Linked DNA regions of Sus scrofa: region 2 is linked to region 1. The links are chromatin contacts, called in public HiChIP or PLAC-seq maps. All regions are on one chromosome and are shown on one strand. The core of a region is the stretch at or near the end of the contact, and the rest is flanking DNA. Distances in the headings are between cores, read along the strand shown. Region 1 holds the start of CNRIP1 (CB1 cannabinoid receptor-interacting protein 1). Region 2 holds the start of PNO1 (RNA-binding protein PNO1).

The links. HiChIP or PLAC-seq counts read pairs in DNA pulled down with a chosen protein or histone mark.
Region 2: a contact with region 1 is called in an H3K27ac HiChIP or PLAC-seq map of alveolar macrophages. The contact joins the promoter of PNO1 here to the promoter of CNRIP1 in region 1. A contact is called at or near these places in 2 of 2 datasets of contacts at active chromatin or transcription factors (alveolar macrophages and skeletal muscle).

Annotation. Positions count from the first base shown.
Region 1 is chr3:73,935,818-73,941,847 of Sscrofa11.1, forward strand. CNRIP1 (CB1 cannabinoid receptor-interacting protein 1) reads left to right here and starts at 3,669. Exons shown (of 3, transcript XM_003481199.4): 1 at 3,669-4,252. The coding sequence starts at 4,074.
Region 2 is chr3:74,082,566-74,088,595 of Sscrofa11.1, forward strand. It overlaps PNO1 (RNA-binding protein PNO1), which reads right to left and starts at 2,331. Exons shown (of 7, transcript XM_003125074.4): 1 at 2,006-2,331; 2 at 1,637-1,786. The coding sequence starts at 2,212. WDR92 (WD repeat-containing protein 92) reads left to right here and starts at 2,568. Exons shown (of 8, transcript XM_005662502.3): 1 at 2,568-2,916. The coding sequence starts at 2,734.

The DNA.
Region 1 (6,030 bases), core at 2,419-4,918:
TTCTACGAACATCGTATTATGTTACCATTATCATTGAACAAATGAAAAAACTAGGGCTCTGAGAGGCCAAGTAGCTTGGTTTGTTCAAGGGTAGCCAGCTTGTAATCAGCAGAACTGGGATACGAACACATCCTTCAGATTCCATGTCCGTATTCTTTGCACATTTCTATGGATGATGAGAAATTTTTCACTTGCTTTGACATTTATTGATTCCATTTTAAGATGCTGCAGTTGCATTTTATCTTCTGAAAATGTTATTCCCAATGCAAGTTGCCCAGCACTTATAACACCTCATATTTGAAAAGTAATTTATTTTTGCAAATGCCTTCCATTTTCTCATGTAATTCTCACAACATTGGGAAGAGAGTGTCTTCATTCCAATTTTACAAATAATGAAAATAATAATGAAATGCCAAGACATAATTGCCTTGAATAAAGAAACCAATTAGTAGCTGGGTGAGGATTCAAACTGAGATCACCTTACTCCATGTCCAACCTGCTCTTGAATACACCAGTGGCAGTCAGCTAGAGACTGTGGGATTGTCAAACAAAAAGTTGAGAAAAAGAAGTTAAATTTCCAAAAAGACTTTATTTTTACTATTATTTTCTCACTTTTTAATGTTTTATTGACATATAATTGGTTTACAATGTTGTGACAGTTCCGGCTGTACAACAAAGTGATTCAGTTGTATATATACACACATCCATCCTTCTTCAGATTCTTTTCCCATATAGATTGTTCCAAAAGAGTATCATCTTATTTCCACCCACCAGCCACCAGAGTAATCATTAAGTTTGCCGTATACTCTCTAATTCTTTTAAAAGTGCTAATAAAAGCATATATAGGGAGTTCCCATTGTGACTCAGGAGGCTACAAACCTGACTAGCATCCATGAGGATGTGGGTTTGATCCCTGGCCTCATTCAGGGGGTTAAGGATCTGGTGGTTCCCTGAGCTGTGGTGTAGTTCAAAGGCATGGCTTGAATCCCACCTTCGCTGTGGCTGTAGCGTGGGCCTGAATCTGTAGCTCCGATTTGACTCCTAGCCCATGGCTTCCATGTGTCACTGGTGTGGCTCTAAAAAACAAACAAACAAAAAAAACCAGGGACCTAAAAAAGCATATATAAATGTATTTTGTTTTAATTTTTTAATGTTTTAAGATACAATCATACTACAGATATTATTTGTAATTAGATTTTTTTATCTTTAGATTTATTTCATAGAAATCACATGGATCTAATTACTTTCCAAGACCTGGGGAACAACCACATAAAAACATGTTTACAAGAAGGACAGAAATTCAATTCAACAAATATTTATGGAGCACTTATTGTGTGCCATACACTGGTCTGCAGCAATGAACGACACAGGCAAAAATGCCTGACCTCAGGCTTCCACGCTTTGCCACAGTGTAGCCATCCCACTTTCACTATGAGCAGTTTTAAACATACATGTTTACCAATATAGCATATAACTTACTATTTTAATAGTGACTTAAATTCTATGGTATGAGTATATGAGAATTTTTGTCAATCTTTTTGTATTGGTTAACATTTAATTTATGCTTGGTTTTGATTTTCATTATCAATGCTGTGGTAACACCCATATTACAATTACATATATCCCATTATATACAATGTAATGATGCTTTTATTTCTTCTGAAGGATAGTGTCTTAAAAGTAGGATTTCTGTCTCAATATATAGATATATGATTTAACTTAATTTTAATAAATTCATCAGATAACTTCTAACAACACTGATTTCCTTACATCTTTACCAACACTGGATTTTTTTTTTTTTTTTTTTTTTTTTTTTTTTGCCAGGCCAGAGGCATGCAGAAGTTCCAAGTTCCCAGGCCAGGGATCAAACCTGAGCCACAACAATGACAATGATGAGTTCTTAACCACTAGGGCAGCAGGGAACTCCATCACTGAATTTTAAGTCTTAAAAATTTTGCCATGCTGATAGGCCAAATAATTTTATATACAGATTTAATTTGCATTCCTCTCTGGCTCTTCCACTAGAGATGGTGAGCATCCTTACATGTGCTTATTAACCATTTGCATTTCCACCTAATAATAATTGCTAATATTAGAGTCAGGCACTAGGACATGCATCATCTCATTAGATCCTCACAGTAACCCTATGAAAGAGATAACATCCAATCCCCCACCCACCCATGTTATAGATAAGAAAACCATTTCCGAAGGTTATGCAACTTATCCAAGTTTACACAACTGGCAAAGTGGTAGGGTGGGGATTTTAACCTGTCTGATTGTAGAGCTTCTAGGCTTACTCACTGCACAAACTGCTTCTGCTACCAGGAACATTTGTCATTTTCTCCAGCCTTACTCCCTCCCTTCTAGTGAAGTCTAAACAACTTGATTAAATTAGCAGAAACCTGAAGACTTCCTTTGCATAAGACATTATGGTGGACATTATTGGGTGATCTGAAGAAATAAAGCTCCTGCCCCAAAATCTTAGGGAATTAAAATATATTATATGTAAGCAATATATGTATAATATACAATATTTTATATATATTCAGTATTTTATATGTATTCAATATGATATACATCAGTATTTTTAGGAATACAATTTAATGTTAGTAACTATGATGTGTTGGGCAAATCTATCTAATGTTAGAGAAGCAAATGACCATACACAATTCTGCAGCCTTGCAGAATTTAGTGCCCTTCAAAGAGTAATGTAGGTAAAATTACAAATAACTGAAATGAGAGTTAAAGCTGATTATTTTTGTAGAATGTAGGAAACAAATCACGTTCGAGATGATGCTATTTCTCAAGAAAGGCAAAAACCACCAAATAGATCCATCCCTACCCATTTGTCCTCACCAACCTGGTTCTCTACTTCCCAGGTGTGCTCACCGGCCCTGGTACTATCCACCGAGGTGGTGCTGAAGCAGGTGCTCACTCTCCGCTATCTGAAGCCATTCCCAGGGGAACCATACCACCCTTGGTCTCCCCCTACCTCTAAAACCGCGAGGTGTCAACTGATTTCTGCCATGAAGACTTTTTAATCACCCTTAATTTGCAAATCCAAGCTCTGCGGTGTCGCATCGGGTGCCCTGTCAATCCTCTTTTGACCAGTTCCGCCCCCCCTTGGCCACTGTCACCACCTATGCCTTAGACAGACCCATGCCAGTTGCCTCTTACAGGGTTAATAGCTCCTACAAGATCTGTGTAAATATATGTGATTCATTACACGGTGTCACTCGAGAGAATATCCATAATGGAAATACACACACACACGAAGATGAAGCATCTTAATATATATATGTGTTATTATTTTTTTTTTTTCTTGAGCACATTCCTAATCCAGTACGGTTTGCAGTCTACATTCGATGGAACTGCCCCTTCCTTCAGCCATTTCCCCTAAGCTTTGGAAAGTCTTAGATTAAATCACTGGCTAACGGTTTCCTGCCCGGCTTCCCGGTTGCCGAGCTTTCTGTCTCCCCTTTGCCTCTCAGCCTCCTCCTGCCTGGCTGGGGCTCGATCCGAGAGCAAGGGTGTCCGCAGCCCTTAGCTGACCGAGGCGGCGTCCAGATTCGGAGGTCCCGCTCTGGGTGTAAGGCCGCTTAAACCCAGGACCTACCCCCTGCCTCCCAATCCACTCCCCGCCCTCCCCGCGGCTCTAGGAGGAGCCTAAATGCCCTCTTCCCTTGCTGAAGGGGATTGTGGTGCGTAAACAGGATTAACTCTCTCGCCCCCAGCCGCGCTGATCTGCGGCCTGCGGGAGGGAGCGAGCGGCTGGTGCGCAGAGGGCGCGGCACGGGAAGCGGGGGATGGGGAAGCTGGGGACCTCCGGTGCTGTCCCTGGGGCGCGCTTCCTCTCTCCAAGGGGGGCGGGGGACCGCAGCCTCCGGAGCTGCTCCTCGGAAGCCTCGGCTGACCGCCGCGACGGCACGGACTCCTAGCGGCAGCCTCCGCTCCACCACCTCCCTCTCCCTCCCCGCGCTTCCTCTCCGCCCACCGCGCTCCAGCCGCCCGGTCGTAGCCCGCGCTGTCCTCCGCCCCCCGGAGCCGCCGCGCCTGCCCGCCCGCGCCCAGCCATGGGGGACCTGCCGGGCCTCGTGCGCCTCTCCATCGCGCTGCGCATCCAGCCCAACGACGGCCCGGTCTTCTACAAGGTAGACGGGCAGCGCTTCGGCCAAAACCGCACCATCAAGCTGCTCACCGGCTCCTCCTACAAGGTGGAAGTGAAGATCAAGCCTACCACGCTGCAGGTCGAGTGAGTGCGGGCGCTCGCCGCGGCTGACTGGCCCGGCTAGGGGTACGCGGGGTGGACCGAGGCCCCCGGGACAGCCGGAGCCTCTCCCGGGCACCTCTTGTCTAGCGCCGCGCCTCGCGGGCCCAAGGGGAGGAGGGGGGTTAATGAGGTCAGCCCCCTGCTCCTCTGCCTTATGCCTCTCTCTTCCCACCCAGCGCCAGGTGGGCTATTCAAAACAGCAACAGGAAGCCGGGGTTGGGGGCTTTTTCTTTTCTTTTCTTGGCCCCTTCTGTCCCGCCATCGGCGGGGACCCCCAAGTAGCGGGGGCGCGGCTGAGGGGAGAAGCTGGCCACCGGGTTCAGGTACCGCAATCCTGGTGATTCACTGCCGGGTTCTGCGAGGGAGAAAGGCTGAGGAATGAAGTGTAAAGATGGGGGTGGAGTGACTCTTGGGACTGCCTGAGGGATGCTCCCCACTCATCCGCACCCTCTTGTGAGACTGGAACCCTGGAGCTGAAAGAACGAGACTGAGGGCAGTCTACTCTGCCTAGGCCTAGTTCCCCGGTTTTCCTTGCCTGATGTTTTTCTCCTGAGTTCTCTGTTCTCTGATGGTTTTCTTTTCGTTTTTAATTAGTTGCGGGGATTAGCTCTTCTCTGCTGCCACTGACGCACCCCAGTAGACCTCTGGCTGGACAGTCAGTGTGGGAGGGTGCGGTAGGTAGCTTGTGGGGAAGTGAAGTCCTTTATCTTTTATATACAAATATATAAATATTCCTTTATATATTGTACCTAATATTTGCTGAACTTGGAAAGTGAGGTGGAGAGGGCTTTGACCCAGCAGATATTTTCATGGCTTAAATGTCTGCCAGTAGTCATTCATTCAATACTTCATTCAGTCATTCATTCAACCAACCTGGTTGGTTCTGGTGCTCCTGGTCCATTTACTTGTCGACATGATGACAGCTCCATGTGCCCAGTACCGTCATATTTTCCAGTGTTCTGTGCATCTGGATATTATCTAGACTTTTCCTTTCCCTTCTTTCCTGGCAACCCCCTCTTCCCGAATTATCTGCTCTATTTTCTACAGGATAGTTCTCTATTTTTCAAGCTAATCTGGGGCAGGGGGCGATGGGGGAAGAGGTGGTTTTTTCCATGCCTGTGACATTTAGAAGTTCCTGGGCCAACTCAAGCCACAGCAATGAGAAATGCTGAATCTTTAAACCCTGGGCCACTAGGGAACTCCCTTAAGCTAATCTAAAAACAAATTTGTGTTAATGATAAAACTATTTTTTCTTGTATTTTATCGAGGTTTTTCAATGCCCTAACCCAGTTGTTCTTAAACTTGAGTGTACATCTGGGAGTTCCTGTTGTGGTGCAGTAGGAACGAATCTGATTAGTATCCATGAGGATGCGGGTTTGATCCCTGGCCTCGCTCAGTGGGTTAAGGATCTGGTGTTGCCTTGAGCTGTGCTGTAGGCCGCAGATCCTGCTTGGATCCCATGTTGCTGTGGCTGTGGTATAGGCCTGCAACTGGAGCTCTGATTAGACCCCTAGCCTGGGAACTTTCAAATGCCACTTCCATAGGCCCTAAAAAGCAAACAAACAAACAAAAAACCTACTTGAGTGTACATCAGAATCATCTAGAGGGCTCCTTAAAACACAAATGGCTGGGAGTTCCCATTGTGGCTCAGCGGTAATGAACCCAACTAGGATCCATGAGGATTCGGGTTCAATCCCAGGCCTCGCTCTGTGGGTTGAGGATCTGGCGTTGCCATTGCCGTGAACTGTGGTGTAGGTCAC
Region 2 (6,030 bases), core at 1,081-3,580, 150 kb after region 1:
AAATTCAGTCAAAAACTTAACTTTTATCTTTCAGTGATATTAAAGATAACAGGATATCAAGGAATTCCTATTGTGGTGCAGTGGTAATGAATTCACCTAGGATCCATGAGGATTCGGATTTCATCCCTGGCTTTGCTCAGTGGGTTGGGTATCTGGCGTTGCCGTGAGCTGTGGTATAGGTTGCAGATGTGGCTTGGATCCTAAGTTGCTGTGGCTGTGGTGTAGGCCGGCAGCTACCGCTCCGATTTGACCCCTAGCTTGGGAACTTCCACATGCTGCAAGTGCAGTCCTAGAAAGACTCCCACCCTTCCCCCCAAAAAAACAACAAAAAGATACCAAGATATCATTAAAAACAGTGTGTGGTCTGGGAAAATTCATCTGGCTCTGGCAGAAAGGATGGAGTGGGGAAAGCAGTTTAAAGCAATGAAGGAAAGGAAATTCATAAGCAAACAAGAATTTTGGCAAAAAACCCATAAAACCTGAATGAAAGTGGCAATGGGAACAAGAGGAATTCCTCTGTCAAGTTTTGACTTTTATACTTTACCAACTATTTAAAACAGGGCCTCTCTGCTTTATTATTCTAGTCCCTCAACAGAAATGAGTCTTAAGATGAATCCTTAAAAAGACAAATAATTTTGGTCATTGATTTTTTTTTTCTGCTTTTTTTTTTAGGGCCGCACCCTCGGCATATGGAGGTTCCCAGGCTAGGGGTCAAATCAGAACTACAGCTGCCGGCCCACACCACAGCCACAGCAATGCAGAATCCAAGCCACGTCTTCGACCTACACCACGGCTCACGGCAATGCCAGATCCTTAACCCACTGAGTGAGGCCAGGGATTGAACCTGCAAACTCATGGTTCCTAGTAGGATTCTTTTCCACTGTACCATGATGGGAATTCCTAGGTCACTGATTCTGAAACAAAATTGGCACTCAGAAAAAACAAAATAAAACAAAATGAAACCCTACTGCCTAACTCCTAGCCTGACATCATGGAAGGAAGGAATGAATGAATAAATACACGTATGTATAACTTAAATTTATCATCGGTACTTTTTTTTTTTCAAAAAATACCACTAAAATATGATACTATAGCAAGTACTTTCATTGATTACTTACATACTTCTGTTTATGACAAGCTCTTTATTAAGCCTTTTCTTAATCAACACAGATTATTAAAAATATGCAGACCTGGACTAGTATCCACAAGGATGTAGGTGCAATCCCTGGCATTGCTCAGGGGATTAAGGATCTGGTGTTGCCGTGAACTGTGGTGCAGGTCGCAGGACTACCTTGGATCTGGCATTGGTGTGGCTGTGGTGTAGGCTGGCAGCTACAGCTCCAATTCGACCCCTTGCCTGAGAACTTCCAAATGCCAAGGTGCAGCCCTTCAAAAAAAAAAGAGACATAGCTACTATTTTGGTATGATCTCAGGCCCAACTCATGAATTGGACTAATATCTGCGCTGAGTGTAGATTTTGAAAGCATTTGAGAGGTTCAAATACTAAAATATTAGAAAATTGGGAAAAAATCATTTAACAAAATAAGCCCCTCTAAGGAAAGTCGGTTCATGCCTTTTCATACCCACAGGTGAGAGAAACCGCAGTATATTTAAAAATGGTTAACATTCTCCTTACCCTGATTTCTACATTCCTCGATTTCAAGTTAAAGCGTATCTGAAGTCCCAAATGCTCCACAATAGGAGTAAATATCTTCATCCAATTCTCTTTTAACGGCGTGTACCTGTTAGCAGGAACTGGAATTTTCCTAGTTTCTTCTTTCCCACTCTACAATAAAAGAAAACACAACTCAGGAGTCGTCGGATGGGCGGAGTTGTAAACTGACAGCTGATCCACAAAGAGCATCCTTCAACTGAACGAATTAAACATCAGGAGAGTCCTTCTCTAAAACCTTCACGCCATAAAAAGCTTCTACATCACCCTAAAGCCACAGGGTCCCCAGGCCTCTGCTTTGCCCCGTTCCTGTTCGTGAGTGCCCGCCAGTACCAAGAACCCGTCCCCGGAGAGGGGAGGGAAGATGGGCCTCTTCGCCGGCCGAGCCTCTTCCGTGTCCATGTGGCTCGCGCCCCCTCCTTCCTCCGTCGCAGACAGCTGCTCAGCCTGCCGTTTCTTCGCCCTTCGGCTACCCTTGCGGGTGACCTGGGTGAAGCCGTCCTCGGCTAAGGGGCTCTGAGCCTCCATCTGGGTTTCCATCCTCAGGACTCTCCAGCCCCAGCGGGAGCTTCCGGCTTGAACACGTGCGGGGCTGTACCGCGCAGATGCGTCTCGCAGGACCCCAGTCTCCACCAACCAGCCCCAGGGCTCCGCCCTCTTTCCTAAGACGTCCACGCAAGGGACCTGAAGCAAGATTTTGTGTGTGTTTATTGGGAGGGGAAAGGGCTGTCCTAAAATATGCCTGATTCTTATGGTCGCCCTCTGCCCACGCCAACTAGCAGCCAGAACATTTAGTTATCTCTAATATATACTAAAGGTTTTAAGTAAAGGCTACAAACAAGCTTGTGTTGTCGGTGAGGGAAAAAAGTCTTGTGTCTTCGGTTGCTCATCCGGCATTATCAAAGACATCTAAACCCAATTTCCAAGGGCGACAGGGGCGCTTACGGCAAACGGGAGGGACCAACTGTTCTTAACGTTTGGTTTCCGGTTTCCAGGTTAGCGTTTTGTCATGGTTTGTTGGGGGTGTGCCTGTGGCCTAGGCGGAATCCAACAGGTGGACCATGTCGGCCTTTGAGAAGCCTCAGATCATCGCCCATATACAGAAGAGCCTCAACTACACGGTATTCGACTGTAAGTGGGTGCCCTGCAGCGCCAAGTTTGTGACCATGGGCAACTTCGCGCGGGGCACCGGCGTCATTCAGCTGTACGAGATCCAGCACGGGGACCTAAAGCTGCTTCGGGAGGTGGGTACCCGGTCGAGACTGCCCAGTGCCAAGATCTGGGCCTGCTCTTGGGGGGCGAGTGTGTATCTTGGGCAGGGGTGGTGTGGGTGGTCTGCATTTTTTTTTTTTTTTTTTTTTTGCCAAATCCTATGTCCAGCGTCCCCCCAAAGCACTTTTCTAGTTGCGTGGGAGTAGCGAAGCTTGAACGCAGATTGAGGAATACTTGCGATGTACAATACTTTGGTTCTAGTTCTGAATTCTTGGCGGGCTAGTTCATTCGCGCCTTGTCGGTCCTTTCCTCCAGCCACCCCAACCACCCTCCCAGTCCAGCGAGAGGTCCTTGGGGATGACATTCCGTCTTCGTGTTTAAATTTGGGGCCCTTTGGGGCAGGGCACACTTATTTGTGCAGAGCCTGTTAATAGGTTCAAATTAGTAAAATGCTTTTTCATACAAACGGTCAAAGTGGACACCAGGATGCCTGCTATGTAATTGGAGGAAGCAACCAAACATAGCTATTCTTTCAGCAAGTATCAGTTGATTGCCTGGTATTCCCAGGCATGTAAATGACAATGTCCTGGATATCATGGAGTTTATTTTCTAGTAAGAGAGAGAATCAGTTAAATAATCAAACCAACGCTACATAAATACAAATCTAAAGAAAAAAAAAAAAAACAAAGGAAAAAAGATTTGAGTTGAGTAGAAGCTAACAAGGCCCAACTAGGAGTAGTGGAGATTTTCAGAGGAAACAGCCCAGCGATGGGAGAGAGAGTGTCTCCTTTAGAAACAAAAAGAGTAGTAAGCAGGGACGTTGCAAAATCTGTAGGTCACTTACAAAATTTATACTTTTTTTCTAAGAAAAAAATGGGACATCAATGAAGGGCTAATTTAAGTGGGTGTGGCAAGGTCAGATTTACAAGTTTTGTAAAGATTTCTAGTGAAGGAGTTGGAGAATGACAATATTAACTAGCATGTTTATACCTGTTTACAGTTTTTAAAATGCCTTGATTTGGGTTGCATGAAGGAAAAATGATATAGCGTACTCAGACGTTTAGCATTGTTAAAGACGACAGAGAAATCTGTAATTCCAGGGGTCCAAAGCTGTGGAGAGAATCAACATGGAAGAGTTAGAGGTTAAAATGGTAGGCAAAGGATGAGTACAATTTTTATAGGATAGCAGAGATGAGATTTAAGCTTTACATGTTTTAGGAACGCCAGTTTTCTTGCTATGTTTGTCTTTTCTAGCCAGGCGCTCTTCTCCTAAACATGTTCTTTTCCACTTTTCCTTGTGTGGCTCATCACTTAGTCTCCAGTCGCCTGCTATTCTAAGATCCAGTTCAGATTACCTGGTTAATGACATCCACTCCTGATCCACGCAAAAGCAACTTTTCTTTACATCGCATTCCCAACGGTACTTATTAACTGTGCCAGAAATAGATCATTCTGACCCATTTATCTCTAATTAGATTGTAAGCTCCTGGAGAGTAAGGACAGGGTCTGTCTTTAGTATGGCATGTTAAGGAGCAGCCACTCCTAAATCACTTGTTGAAAGAGTAAGTTTATTCTGTAAAAGGATATAACTTGGGACATTTAAATATTGGTTTATTGGTCCTTAATCGATTGGGCCAGAGGTTTGAACAAATAGGAGACATTGGGATTGCAGAAAGAAACTTAAAGGTGAAGTATTAGGAATAAATACCAATCAAAGCTCAACCAGACAGCATTACAGACTTGTGACTTTTTATTTTTATATAAGGCCGTATGACTTGTCTGTCTTTCAGGAAGACACTTGTTCTGTAAAGAGAAAAAGTGCTGTCTCTTCTAAAGATTCTGGAGGATTCTAGCAGGTTGTTCTTTTGTGTGTGTGTGATAATTTTACTTTTTTTTTTTTGTCTTTTCGTCTTTTTAGGGCTGCACCCTCTGCATATGGAGGTTCCCAGGCAAGGGGTCTATTGGGAGCTGTAGCCACCAGCCTACGTCACAGCCACAGCAGCACCAGATCCAAGCCGCTCTGCAACCTACACCATAGCTCACGGCAACGCCAGATCCTTAACCCACCGATGGAGGCCAGGGATTGAACCTGCAACCTCATGGTTCTAGTCACTGCGCCATGACGGGAACTCCATAATTTTACTTTTTAACAAAAGTAATATGTGTCCATGATAAACATACCAAAAATATAGTTTGGGGAAAAAAAAAGTTAATGTCACCCATAACTAGGATTAACCACTTTTTATTTCCACCTTTGTCATTGGCTCTTAGGATTAACCACTTTTTATTTCCACCTTTGTCATTGGCTCTTCTCTTTTTCTACCAGAAAATACCTACTGAGAACCTATCATTTCAAGGTATTATGCTAAAGAAGGGCCAAAACTATTTGAAAGATGAGCCCCTTCTCTTAAAGAACCTATTTTCTAAAGAGAGGATAAAAGCAAGTACACAAATTTCAGAGCTTACATTGTATTTGGCTGTGATGATGCAAGGGAAAAGAATATAGCTAAGGAGTTCCAGCTGCGGCACAGTGGGTTAAGAATCCAACTCTCGAAGCTCAGGTCATAGGTTTGATTCTGGCCCTGTGCAGAGGGTTAAAGGGTCTGCCATTGTCCCAGCTGCTGTGTACGTCCCAGCAATGGCTCAGATTCAACCCCTGGCCCAGGAACTTCCTTACACCAAAGGTGCAGCCATAAAATAAAATTTTTAAAAAGTTTAAAAAGAAGGTAGGTTAAGTACAATCTCCGTGATCCTCAACTCTTACTGTGTGTTGGGATCATCTGAATGTGTATTTTTGCTATTGTTGGGTACATAATGTGTGTGTTTTAAAATATTCATGCCTTGGGCCGCATCCCTAGAAATTGATGCACTGAGATTCTTGCCTCTAGACAAGAGTGAGGCCTGGACATCAGTATTTTTTAAACTTCCACCAGGTGATTCTAATGTGTGCTGGGGTTGACTGCCATTGGGCTAGATGAGTTATTTGTCAAAATATTAGGAAATATACTTGATTATGTCCTTGTAGAACTACATCAAGCGTTGTGCTCCAGAGCTCACGCATCCAAGATAAAAAGGAAGGAAGCAAATGGGACTTTGTTAGGACCTCCTTATCTCATTGCTAAGTGGATAGATAGGGAATGAAGGCG